Regions from separate parts of the Mus musculus genome. Here region 1 is linked to region 2. Evidence: chromatin contacts called from public promoter capture Hi-C data. All regions are on one chromosome and are shown on one strand. The core of a region is the stretch at or near the end of the contact, and the rest is flanking DNA. Distances in the headings are between cores, read along the strand shown. Region 1 has its middle 15 kb from the start of Gm46288. Region 2 overlaps Abr (active BCR-related gene).

Region 1 (6,706 bases), core at 3,210-5,709, 81 kb after region 2:
GGATTAAAGGCTGGTGCCACCATGTTCATCTGGCAGCAGCTTTATTAAAGGCAAGCACAGATATATAAATAAATTAGAAACTTGGGGGCTCTAAAGTCTGAAAAGAATAAAATGAGAAAAAGCCACCACAAACCAGGCATGGCACTAGCACTCAGGAGGCAGAAGCAGTTAGATTTCTGTGTGTTCAAGGCCAGAATGGTCTATGTAGCATGTTCCAGAGCGGCCAAAACTACACAGTGAGACCTTGTCAAAAAAAAAAAAAAAAAAAAAGAATGAATAGAAGAAAAGAAAGGAAATCGAGGGGAGGGGGAAGAAGGGAGAGAAGTAACAGAGAATCCCAGCTCTTGAATAGGGCAAACAAGAAGTGTAGATGAAGAAAAAGGTAACAGTAATAGAGGGAAGCCAGATGACATCACAGTGCTGTGATCCCAAAGCCTACCTTTATAGTTTGGGGCTAGCCTGAGCTACAGGAGCAGAAGGAAAAGGAGGATGGAAAAATGGGGAAGAGAAAAAGTAAAAGGTCTTTTAATTCTTAGGGGCCAATAGCCTGCCTAGTTATTCCAAATCCCACAAAATCCTCACTTGAAGGGATGGAGAAGCGGCTCAGTGATAAGAGCACTGGCTGCTCTTCCAGAGGACTGGGGTTTAATTCCCAGCCCCCACATGGCAGCTTACAATCATCTGTAATACCAGTCTCAGGGCATCCAACATCTCCTAATCCTTCCCAAACAGCCACAGTCTGCAGACCAAGTTTTCAGAAACCTGAGACTTATTCAGGGGACTGTTCATTCAAACCACCACACCATCCCTAAAACGTAAATAAAAATAAATGAACAGGGTCTGAGTAGATGGCTCAGCAGTTAAGAGCACTGGCTACTCTCTCTCTTACAGAGTATCAGGGTTCAACTTCCAGCACCCACATGGCATCTCACAACCATTGTAACTCTGAGGAACCCAACATCATCTTCAGGCCTCCTTGGGCATCAGGTACACACTAGACAGACAACCATTAAAATACCCATACACATAAAATAAATGAATTAAAAATAAGTCCTTATTTGAAAATGCATGATCAGTCAGGTACAGTAGCTCTTGCTTGCCATCCCAGCATCAGAGAGGCATGAGCAGGAGGATCTTGAGTTCAAATCCAATCTGGACTATATATAATGAGACCGACCCTATTTCAAATTATATACAGTCACCAAAAAACGCAATCATTCTTCTACTTGTTCAACAAAAGCATTATGCCATCCTTGTCTAAGAGGCAGTGATACTACAATTTAAAAAACTGACCTGTGCAAAGAGGAATGGAGAGGGTGACTTACAGTTATATAGATGCCCTAACTTACAAGCGTGCAAAGTTCGGGGAAGGATGGTGGAGCCAATACTGAGCTGTTTTCCAAAAGCCATTCACAGTTCCCTTCCCCTAACATCCTTCACAGTGAGCTGAAGAGCCAAGATTCCCGATCAGACTCCCTTGCAGCTAAAGATGGTCATATGACCCAGCTTGGTCCCAAAGTGTGACCAATTAGGAGTTGTCAGGTAGGACTTCCATGAACACTTTTTTTTTAATTTAGTTTTAAAACGGGTTTTTTATTCTGTAGCCCAGCCAGGTCTAGAACTCACTGAGACCAATCCTGATGCTAGGATAATGAACACAAACCACCATACTTGGCTCCATTCTTACAGGGACACCCAGCCAATGATTAGCTTGAATCCTTTGTTTCCTTCCCTCCCTAAATCCCAAGCACACACAGGTAACTCAGCATACACACATTTCAAACTGTGATGTCACAAGCAAGAGGGCAAACATCTTCCCACTGTAAGACAATGGGAGGATTTGAAACTGAAGTTCCTGCTGAGCCAGTCCCCCCAATGGGAGGAAAACAAACCCCTAGCCCACGAAGTCACTATAGTGAATGACACCTAAAATAGCACCAACTCAATTGTCTTATGGTTCTGTACCTTGGAAACCTGAAGCAGTTCTTACTCTGTAGCCCAGGCCAGCCTAGGGCTTACACACTAACATGGAGGTGCTGGCAGGGACAAATTCCTTTCTGGAGAATGGAGAACTCATCATTTTCTTGCATTCTCTGGCTTCCAGACACCACTCACATTTCTTGGCTAGTCATTTCTTTCTTCATATTCAAAATCAGTAGCAAGGGGTTATATCACCCTGACCAACACACACACACACACACACACACACACACACACACACACACACACCAAAGTCCCTAGCTTACTCTCATCTTCAAAGTCTCTTTGTTTTATATACAAGGGTCAGGAATTAGGATCCTCTTTGAGGACCAAAATTTTGCCTATCATGGCTACTGTGGAGGTACAGGGCTGCAGTGTACGCACGGGAGAAGGGAGTTTTCAGTTCCTTGGTATGTGTATGTCTTCTGTGTACCACATGCATGCCTGGTCCCTGTGAAGGCCAGAAGAGAGTAATTGGATCCCCTAGACATGGGATTACAGACAATTGTGAGCCACCATGCAAATGCTGGGACTCAAACATGGGTTCTCTGTAAGAGCAGCCAGTAAGCCTGCTGAACCAAGATGCCCAACTTGTTCAACTCTCAGCTGCCCAAATGAACTCTTGACTGAGAGCCAAGTTCTAGTTCTTTGTGGGGAAGACAGAGAATGTTCCACAGAGCAGGAAGCCTCCTATCCTAGGCTTGAAGGTTGGATCAAACTCTGTCCTCTGGCAGAGGGGTAGTCAAGACAAAAGCAGAAAGAGAAGCATGTGCTCTGTGTTAGGAAGCTACACAAAGCTCTCAATACTGCTGGGCACAGCACAGAGTTTGCATGTATGAAGGAAGAGGGAGTTTCCCAGATAATCTTGCAAAAAAAAAAAAAAAAAGCTCAGATCTTACTCTTTGTATATGGTGAGCCACTGCAGTTTGTGAATAAAGGTACAAATTTTGACTTGGGAGCATAGAGCAACCATTTATCTTTAATGTGAAATGTAACATGAGGCTGGAGAGGAAAAGCTACAGGCAAACCAATTGGTCCTTGAGGTAGTTTGGGTGGGGATGATGGACCTCTAGCTACTCATAAACATTTGTTGAGCACTTCCCAAGTGGCTAGGCACTATGATAACCTGAAGCTACAACACAGACAGCATAGGTCAGAACAAGATCCCATGTCAGTTTGACAATCACAACCAAAAGCATAAATGGTGTTCAGGGGAGGAGCCTCATGCATGGGACACTATAAGTCCTGCCTGAGACCTAAAGCATAGACAGGAAGAATGGGACCCAGAAGAACTAAGGCGGTCCCATGCAACAGAAAGGGGCCCCAGTAATGGGTGGCTAATGAGGCCAACAGCCCCCCTTTAAAATATTAATTTTTATTTTTAATTATGTGTATTTGGGGTAAGAGGTATGTGCACATGTGAGTTCAGGTACCCATAGACACTGAAAGAGACTTCAGATCCCCTGGAACTGGGTTTACAGGTGGTTGTAAGCCACCTCACACCGGAGCTAGGAATCAAACTTGTGTCCTCTGCTGGCCATCTTTCCAGTTCCCAAAGGCCCTTTGTGTATATATGACATCCCCAGAAGCAAAAGGCCCTGATGATTTCCCACATACCAGGTTGTTACTTTATTTTTTCTTGAGACAGAATCTCTTGTAGCCCAGCATGGTCTCAAACACACTATCCTTGAAATGCTGATCCTCTAAAGTCCACCTCCCTAGGACTAGGGTCACAGGCCATGCATCATGACACTCCATTTAACATTTATCAGGTGCTGGGAACTGAACCTCGGGTTTGTTTTTCAAGACAGAGTTTCTCTGTATAGCCCTGGCTATCTGGAACTCACTCCTTAGACCAGGCTGGCCTCACACTCAGAAATCTGCCTGCCTCTGCCTCCTTCTTGTGAATGTTTTAAGCACTCTACCAACTAGATAACAACCTCAGACTCTGACCAGCTTCACATATTTTAAATCACAGCACACGACAAATGAGGAGATGGAATGAGGGGGGTGGGTGAGGTTTCAGCCTGTGCTCAAAATGTACCCAAGTCCTGGGGGAGGGGGAGCGGCTAGGGGGAGGGGGGTGTCTGAGATTAGAGTGAAATATAGTGGTAACATCATAACTTTGTGAATGTTCTAAAACGCAAAACTGAAAGCAACCAACAGGCCAATTTAATAATATATGAGTTCTCAATAGAAAAATTAATCACAGCACTGAGCAATCTTGGGGGCTGGCCAGTTAACCCATTGCAGCCAGTTTCCTCGTCTGTGGAACATCGTCTTTCCTCCCCACCCCCTTTTTTCCTTGCCATCCTAGGAATTGAACAGAGGTCATCCTCTTGCATACTGAGCAAAGAACTCTGCCAGGGAGTACTAAACCCTTAAGCCTTCCGTTTTCTTTTGAGGCAGAATCTCATTAAGTTATGCAGGCTGACCTTTAAGCTTCGGACCCTCCCACCTCTGAATGGCTGAGATTTCAGGCATGCGCAGTAGAGTGACAACGGGAAACCGGGCTTCACGCGGCGCAGACAGTAGGTACTAAGCATATTTTAGTTCCTTCTCTCCCAGGTGCCAATAAGCCTTTAAAGCTATCTTTTGCTCAGCAATCACAAGACGTGTCATGCGCTCGAGGCAACCCACCTTCAGACAGACTAGTCTCAGGCAGATGATTTCAAGACTCAAACGGGAAGAAAAGTAAGCCGACTTTCACGGTGGAGACGCTGCAGATTTTCTCTGCAGCTAATATGGTGCAGAGATGACAAGGGAGATGCATGTGACAGAAACGGCTGCGTGCAGAACGGTGGTGAGGGAAGCTGGCGGGCATAGAGACTTCTACTCATAAATCTTGTTTGATATGCAAACAGAGCTCAGTGTCCACATCGGACAACTGGGCAGCAGCGCAGCTCTGATGTTTGGAGATGGTTCACCGTCCACCCTCAAGACCCAAAACACCTCAATTGTCTAGCACAGGATTAAAGAAGAGAAGTTGTAGGGTTTGTTGTTTGGGTTTTGGGGGGATTTTGTTTTTGTCGTCCCCCCCCCCCCAGCCCCAGCATCTCACCTGGAGTTGTGATAGTTGCTTTGCTAGTGCCTGCCTCCTGCTCAGCCTTTGGAAAATACTACTGAGAAACAGACCCTAGTCCCTGCCCTCAGGGAGCCAGCCAACCCTTGACTTGAGAGTGATGCTTCGGAAGACAACAGGCATCGTGCTTTGCAGAGAGAAGGGGTTCTGTTGTCATTTGTCCACTGGGTCAATGAACTGACAGATGGCATAATAATAAAAACAATTGTGCAGTGTGGGCTCACTCTAAGCATCACAGCCTGGATGGAGTCGTTGGAAAGGCTCGTGCCAGAGGCTGCTAGCTGCCTGCTCACTCTCTATTCTTCCATTTTTCCTTGTAACAGAGACCCCATTTGACTGGAGAGGGTCGTACGCCCTTATTCAGTACTCTATTTCCCAACCTCCCTGATAGCTAGGCTGATGTGATTAAAAACAGAAACTGTCATGAGAGACATGACAGTTTCTAGGAAACCTCTCAAATAGCAGACCCAGCAACTGCCACTCCCTCTTTTCCCTGTTCTTAAAATTCTTGCCTGAAGCATAAGTGTGATGGGTGGATCTCCAGCAGCTGTTTGGGACCATAATACAAAAAGATGAAAGAGCCTGAATCCCTCATGATCACACAGATTGTTTATCTCCAGAGTTCCTTCATATGACAGATAAATAAAACTCTCACCTTGCTTAAATACCAACGTTAGACTATGTCCTATGTAGCAAGCCCATATTTTAACCAATACAGGTTCTATGGAAGAGCCAGACCTCAGAGGATAGATTTGGGGATTTAGGGACTCAGGGGCATGCACCTCAAATGCCAGAAAAGAGCACATAAAAAGGACCAGCATCAAGAATGTTAGCTTGAGCAGGTAGAGGAAAACAAGAACCATGGAAATCCCAGCTTCTGGCTTCACCAGAAGGAAAAGGAACAGAGACCACAAACAACCAAGGTTGGTCTCCTCTGAAGGAACAACACATTTATAGACTGAGTAAGAAGGGAGGAGGGAAAACAAACAAAACAAACTGTATCTGAGAGCTTCTTTATGTGATGCAAATAGGGGGTGTGGCTCAGTGATAGAATGTTTTCCCAGCATGCACCAGGCTCTGGCTTCCATGTTCAACGTGGAAGGAAGAAACAGAGGGGATGATGGGAGGGACAGGAAGGAGATGTAAATATGAGCCTGGCTCAGCCAACTGGAAAACTCTGGACTTAGCAGCTAAGGGAGCCATCTAAGAGCCGCTAAACCTATGAGCTGGTGTTGTACTCTGTGATTTCCATACATTTTCTCATGAAGGCTTCATAACAAGTCTAGGGTATGCTCCCATCACTGCCACCTCCATCTCACAGACAAAGAACCTGAAACTTGGAGAAAGTCGGAAAGTTGTCTCATGGAAATATCCCAACCCTGCAGCTCTGTCTGCTGACCAGACACACTGCTTTTCCAGACAATGACTTGTTTGTTTTATCATTGTTAGTAAGATTTTTTTCAAGGTTTTAAATGTTTTAAAAAGTGTTCCATCTCTCCAGTCCTAAGAAGAAGTACATGTGTTTATATGAATATTTAAAAGACAGTAAAGTGAGGTCTGAAGAGAGGGCTCAGCAGTTAAGAGTATTTACTGCTCACATAGAGGACCCAGGTTCAGTCTCCAGCTTCCACATGGCAGTCCATA
Region 2 (6,981 bases), core at 1,743-4,242:
CTCGCTCTCTCTAATTTATTTATTTATTTATATGAGTACAGTGTAGCTGTCTTCAGACGCACACCAGAAGAGGGCATCAGATCTCATTACAGATGGTTGTGAGCCACCATGTGGTTGCTGGGAATTGAACTCAGGACCTCTGGAAGAGCAGTCAGTGCTCTTAACCACTGAGCCATCTCTCCAGCCCCAAGCCTCACCTCTATTATAAGCACCTAAGTCCCCACTCAGCCTGGAGAGGCTTATCCTTTCACCTGGCAGTAAGATATCCCAGCCTCATCACCAGAGAATAGCAGCCTCCATCAGGAACCAACCACAAGGCCAGACATGAGGAGTCAGATGTCTCTGCTTGGCTGCCACAGCAAGGATAGCTGCAGAGAACAGGCTGGATACGAGAGGCCAAGAGACAATGGACACCAGGCCTCCAGGCTAGTGGGCCTGCCTTGCTCTAGGGAGATCAGTTGGGTTACAGGGTCAGCTAGCTCTGTTCCAAATAGAGCTAGAACTGTCCCCTCCGTGCCTGGATATGAAGACAATGGCAGACACTGTTTGCACACAAACTTCGGCCTGGCTGATAATGAAAATCACATTTCACACTCGGGACAGATGGGCAGGTAAATGATACATCCCAGTCTCTCAGGAGAAAAAAAAAAAGTGAAGGTGGGATTCTGAATGGAAGGCCAGAGGAGGCCTACAGTGCCCAGACTCCCAGGCTTCCTGAATTCATCATTAGCTGTGTGACTTGGGCAAACTGCTTAACCTCTGTGTTTATAAAATAAGGGAAGAGCAGCACGCAGGCTCTCATAGAGCTCTTGTGGCCGCCAAGAGAGTGAGTTTAGGTAAAACCTGGCATGTAAACAAGTGATGGTGCTGGCTGTTATTATCAGCACTGAAGTTATTGTTCTGATTTCTTACTGTCTTGGCCTTGGGAAAGAGCCTAAGAAGGCCAGCTACATGCTGTGTGGGTAGCGCATACACTGCCAACTATAACAGAGGCACAACAGGACAGACCTCACACATGGTAGCTGTGCTCCCCGATCTGACAGCCCGCTCCCTCTGTGGCTGCCACTCATCCTCAGCCCCAGATCTGGACTCCTTCCTGAGAGCCCAGGGCCCTTCCACAGACTTAGGCAAGCTGCATAGGCATGTGGTCCATGCAAGCCCACCCCCACCAGGAAACAACCACTCAAGGAGGGAAAAGAGGAGGGGTGGGAAGTGCACAGACAGTAGCTTCCCTAACCCCACACTCCTGCAAAAGCACAAAGTACAGCCACCAACACGCACAGCTCACAGCACTGTCCCCAGCTGTCCCTCCAGAACTGGTAGGTTAACGTGTGCTCACTCCTTCCCTCTGCCTCTCCTGGGTTGGGGGAGGTCACATGAGCTGACTCACAGTCATCCTTCTGGAAGGGAAGAGTCAGCAGAACATTTGGTAAGAAGAACTCAAGCTCTGGAACTAGACTGCCTGGCTTGAATCCCAGCCTCCACCTCCTATCAGCTGTGTGACCTTGGCAAGTCACCGTAACCTTTCTGTGCCTCTATTTTGCCTTCAAAATGGGATAATAATAGCAGCCAAATGCAAAGGGTTTTGGTGAGGAGAGATGAGTCAGCACATTCTGAGTGAATTTCAGCTATGACTGAAAAGCTCCCTTAGGTAGACCCGATTTCTGAGCTCTCAACAGGCCCAGACCCTCAGATCCAGACATTTTACTCACCCCTAATCACTTCTGAGAATTTATCGGACAACTGGTCCTTATCTGCAAAGGGACCTGAGGGTCTGCGGATGTGCCAAGCATATGTTAATGTTCCACCCTGACAGGGTCTCCTCTGCCTCCGGGCTGCACCATGGCGGCAGGCCACAAGATCATCACTCCTGTCCGGAGATCACAGCAGCTGCGTGTGTCACACCCCAGACAGACCTGAGAATATTTCCCGCAGAGACACTGCTGAGACGTTCTACTTAGGGATGACTGTTTCTTCCCTGGCCATTTTAAGGGTTTGTGACTTGGAGAGGTCTCTGGAATCCAGAAAAGCACAAGACAGAGAAGCAGAGCTGTGATGTCGCCCTCTGGGCAAGGTGTTAATAAGCTCTTCCTTACGCTCTTTGCCGCTTTGCTATGTAGGGGCAGCATTTTCTTGCCAGATCAGAGCATAGGCTAAGTCAGAAAACTGAGGCGGCTCTACTGTGATGCTGACACCTGACGGGTGCTCAGTGTGTTAGAACAGAATTTCGTCTCCTTTCCCACTGATGACAAAGATGAGAGACAGATCTGACTGCCTGCCCAGGTCTGTTATATTCAGCCAGATGATGTGTTCTGTTAGGGGGGAGGGAGGAAAACCTGCAGAAGGCAGCCCAAGCAGGTTTATCATCTCAGATTTGGAGCTCTGGGAGATGAGAGGATACCCTGACCTTTCTCTGTCTCCGAATTCTAGCTCACTTAGTCAAATTCCAGTTTCACCCCAACCCCAGAACTAGGCAGAGGAGCCAATGCAGGGGCCACTTGTGTCCTTTAGTTAAACACACCTGATGCCCACCAGCTTCTGGCTCAGCCCCATCCTGCCTGCTGAAGCAGATGACACCTCCACGGAGTGATGGGAATGTAGACCCACCAGAACTGGGTGCCTATCACACTGCAACACCACAAGGTGAAGAAAAACACACCCTCCACTACTTCATCCTTCTCTCTGTTTTGTAGCCTGGTAGTCACCATAGCAACAGGCTCCAGCTCCAGCCTGCCAGGCCAGGCTGATGCAATTCTCAGCCAGTGAGCGGCTCAGACTCACTCACACAGCTCTGTTCTCACTCAGGGGTGGGCGGGGGGCTGGGGGGGGGGTAAGAACAAATGAGGAAGGAGGAGAGAGGGGTGCAGCTGACAGACACTCTGCTCCCCCATTCGTTCAAGAGCTGAATCCAAAGGACCAAGACCATGAAGTGAGCAAAGGCTTCTCTTCCCACATCCCTAACGAACAGTGTCACTGCAATGGATGCCACCTGTGGAAGATCAGGGAAGTCACACTGTGCCAAAGTACACTCTACTCTCCTAAGACTCCTTTCTCATCCGCTGACTCTGCACCCTGCAGCCCACCCCTCCTCTGAACTCACGGGCAGCCCAACTCTTCAGAAGTCAACAGGTGCAGGGTTGGGGGTGTGGCTCTGGAGTAGAGCATTTGTTAAGCATGTACCCAGTCCTGTGTTCTGTCTCCAAGACAGCAAAACAAACCAACAAAAAACAAACAAACAAACAAACAAATCAGAAAGGGACACACATAGCTTCATACACTCTGTATCAGCTGCATGGTCCCCATAATCTCAGCCCTCTCTTGCAAGCTGACATGTTCCCATAATGCCTCCAAACTTTCAGCCCCACTCTGAGGGTCTCCCAGCTTCCCTGGGAGTTCTACTCGCTCTACATTTAGGATATACCTGCCAAGACCCACCCAACCCAACCCATTGGCTCACCAATGCCACCAACTTCAGGAAAGAAGAACTAGGAAACGTAAAGGGTCAACTCACCCAGTCCTCACCACCCCCAAAGGCCACAGGCAAAGAGCCCATGTTTTCAGGAGAGCTGGCAAGGCTAGAGTCCCCCCAGCCTCCGAGTGCCTACCCATGGATGCAGGATTCGCCCTCCCGTGCAGGCCACCGTCAGTGCAAATGCCTGTAGTGCCAGGAACGCCTCCCTCCAGCTGGCTGGCTCTCTTTCCCACCTGGTCCTTGGAGCTCTCCTACCCAGGGCACTCAGGGCACCCACCCAATCAGTAGCTGAGATTCACACCAACAGGCCCTGCTCTGGGACCTGCACCCTGGCAGAGGCCTGCACTGGGGCACCTCACTGCCACCTCCCTGGCCACCCTGACAGATACGGGAAATGATTAGCTGGGAGAGCCTCTTGGGAAAAGCGTTCACCATGGGATGCCCAGTAACTCGTCCTGTGTCCTGCGGGAGCTTCCAAGACTACAGAGAAGTGGAAAACTGCTGGCAGCGGCTTCCAATAAACATCTTCAGGGCAGAGCTGAAGAGTCCGGAAATAATCCTATATAGCTATGATCAAGGACTTTTTTTTTTTTTTTTTGCTTTTGCTTTTCAGTCTCTTTCTGTAGCCTAAATGGGCTCAAATCTAACCTGCTCTGCCTTAGTCTCCCAAAGGGGCACTACAGGTAGCCAACTGATTTTTTGTATTGTTTTCTGGTACAGGGATTAAGCCCAGGACATCGTACATTTGGGGAAAGCACTGCCTCCCATCATTTGAATCCTGACAAGGATGCCAATGCTACTCTATAGGGAAAGAACAGACTTTTCAACAAATGGCACCAGCACAACGGGATTACCAAACATAAAACAGTGAAATGGAACTCATTTAGGAAGTTAACTCAGGTGGCTTAGGCAATAAAAGAACTTGCCATACAAGCCTGGTAACACAAGTTCAAGACCTGGGGCCCCTGTAAAATCAGAAGGAGAGAACCCTAAAGTTGTCCTCTGATCTCCAAACAAAGCATAGCATACGTGTGCCCAAGCATGCGAACACACACACACACACACACACTGATAATAATTTTTAAAATTTAATTCGAAGCTGGAGAGGTGGCTCATTGGTAAGGCATACCAAAAGCTCTTGCTTGACTGTGCATGACAGTACATGCCATTAACCCTAGCTCTCAGGAGAAGTAGAGGCAAACAGCTATCTGTTAATTTAAGGCCAGCCCAATCTACACAGTGAATTCCAGACCAGCCATGGATACACAGTAAGACCCTGGGAAAACAAAACAACACTATTAACTGAGTTAGGTATAGTGGCTCAAATCTGTGATCCTACCACTGAGTGGGCTCAGGCAGGAATTTGAGGCTAGCCTACACCACATAGTAAGAACCTGTCTCTACAAATCAAAACAAAAGCACTTAAAATTAAAGATGAATTAACTCAGGAGGCAGAGGCAGGGGGATCTCTGTGAGTTTGAGGCTAGTATGGTCTCCAGAGCAAGTTCCAGGGCAACCAAGTCTACACAAAGAAACCCTGTTTTGAAAACCTGGGGGGGGGGAGGGAAAAGGCTGAACTGAAGAAGGCTGGGAGATGGCTCAGCAGTTAAGACACCGGTTACCCTTCCAGAGGACTTCAGTGTGATTCCCAGCACCCACAGAGTAACTCACACCATCTGCAACTCCAGTTCTGGGGAGCTGATGCCCTCTTCTGGCCTCTAGGCACGTGTGTGGTACACAGACATACACGCAAAAAAACAAACAAAAACAGTCATACCCGTAAGTGCATGAATTAAAGGTAAAAGCTGCAGCTATGAAATACTTAGATGAAAATATAGCAGTGGTTCTTCACGACCTTAGATTGGACAAAGGATTCTTAGATAACAGTATCAAGGGCTGGTGAGATGGCTCAGTGGGTAAGAGCACCCGACTGCTCTTCCGAAGGTCCGAAGTTCAAATCCCAGCAACCACATGGTGGTTCACAACCATCCGTAATGAGATCTGATTCCCTCTTCTGGAGTGTCTGAAGACAGCTACAGTGTACTTATATATAATTAAAAATAAATAAATCTAAAAACAAAAACAAACAAAAAAACAGTATCAAAAGTGTGGTAGTTTGATGAGAATGGTCCCCATAGGCTAATATATTTGAATGTTTAGTTCCTAATTGGTGGACTATTTAGGAAGGATTAGAAGGTGTGGCCTTGCTGGAAGACATATCTTACTGGGGATGGACTCTGAAGTTTTAAAAGCCTAATCAGTTTCCAGTTCTTGATTGCTCACTTTCTCACAGTTGAGTCTTGATATGTGAGCTCTCAGCTATGGCTCCAGTGCCTGCTGCTTGCCTGCTGCCTGTCTGTCTGCCTGCCTACTGCCTGTCTGTCTACCTGCCTGCTGCCCTCCTGCCTTCCTGCCTGCATGGCTTCAGTGCTCTGACCCTGTAAGCAAGCTTCCAGCTGAATGCTGTATTTTATAAGTTGCCGAAAAGTAACTAAGACAAAAAAGCAGTAAAAGAAAATATAGAACTGTATGTCATCAAAATTGAAAATTTTTTTCTACTTCTAAGGACACCATCAAGAAAGCGAAAATATTATCCACAGAATGAAACCAACCTCAAGGCAAGAAACTTGAATCTGGAACATCTGGAGAAATTTCACAACTCAACAATGAAAGACACCTAACCCAAGTGAAAAATGGGCAAACTAAGAAGTATTTCTCCAAAAAGAGGAAGGGCCCTGCGTTCCACCAACAGATGTCCAGTGTGCACTGTGTGGCAGGGTTGTGCTAGGTGACAGGGACATCACTGTGAGAGGAAATCTCAATCCCTGTTCTTGTGATGGGCAGATACCAAATGCATTTATCCCTTGCTCCAAACGGGCAGAACTGAAGGAGAATCGAGGACAGGGGCCGTAGAGAAAAGCTGCTCACTGGCTTGCTTCCAGACTCTCAAGTTCAGCTTCCTCTCTTATACCTCCCAGGACCACCAACCCAGGGGCTGCACTGCCCACATTGGACTGGGCTGTCCCTCACCTATCATCAATCAAGAAAATGCCAGGCATGCTTACAAGTCATTAAAATGGAGGAACTTCTTTAATTAAGGTCCCTTCCTTCCAGGTGCCTCTAGATTGTGTCAAGTTGGCAAAAACTAAGCAGCAAGCAATGTCATTAATGAGGCAAGAAGGCCCAGAGAACACTGGTAACTAGCCCAAAACCACAGAGCTATGAAGTTGTGTGGCCAAGACAGTCTGCTCCAAGCTCCGTGTTCTAAACTATCACATGACCTTGAGCATGGCTATGTCAAGGTCATGTCAACTTGACTACATCTGGAAGTAACTAAAACCCAAAGGGCTGTGCACACCTGTGAGTGGTTTTTCTTCTTAACAAAATCATCTGAAGTAGAAAAATCCACTTCTAATCCAGATCTCTGAGGTGAGAAGATGCACCTTTAATCCAGGTCACACCGTCTGCTGGAAGCTTATATGAAGGACATGAAAGAAGAAAGCTCTCTC

What was found. Capture Hi-C pulls out chosen DNA fragments and counts their contacts.
Region 1: a promoter capture Hi-C map of pancreatic islet shows a contact between it and region 2, with 2.3 times the contacts expected there. The contact joins two enhancer-like sites. A contact is called at or near these places in 20 of 39 promoter capture datasets (the 3T3-L1 cell line, 3T3-L1-derived adipocytes, the C10 cell line and 14 more), 7 of 484 Hi-C or Micro-C datasets (the HL-1 cell line, the HPC-7 cell line, bone marrow-derived macrophages and 3 more), 24 of 115 datasets of contacts at active chromatin or transcription factors (the HPC-7 cell line, bone marrow-derived macrophages, craniofacial prominence and 12 more) and 3 of 9 other capture datasets (adipose tissue, liver and pancreatic islet).

Annotation. Positions count from the first base shown.
Region 1 is chr11:76,608,297-76,615,002 of GRCm38.p6, forward strand. It overlaps a transcript of Abr not described here. Among named protein-coding and RNA genes, the nearest start is that of Gm46288, 15 kb to the right of the region's middle. Within about 2 kb of position 4,460, at least 101 of the 459 cell types and tissues checked have an H3K27ac peak or open chromatin away from gene starts, as enhancers often do. A contact at or near this core is called in bone marrow-derived macrophages and pancreatic islet, where this site is marked.
Region 2 is chr11:76,528,494-76,535,474 of GRCm38.p6, forward strand. The region is part of intron 1 of Abr (active BCR-related gene); the gene reads right to left. Among named protein-coding and RNA genes, the nearest start is that of Abr, 39 kb to the right of the region's middle. Within about 2 kb of position 2,993, at least 90 of the 459 cell types and tissues checked have an H3K27ac peak or open chromatin away from gene starts, as enhancers often do. A contact at or near this core is called in bone marrow-derived macrophages and pancreatic islet, where this site is marked.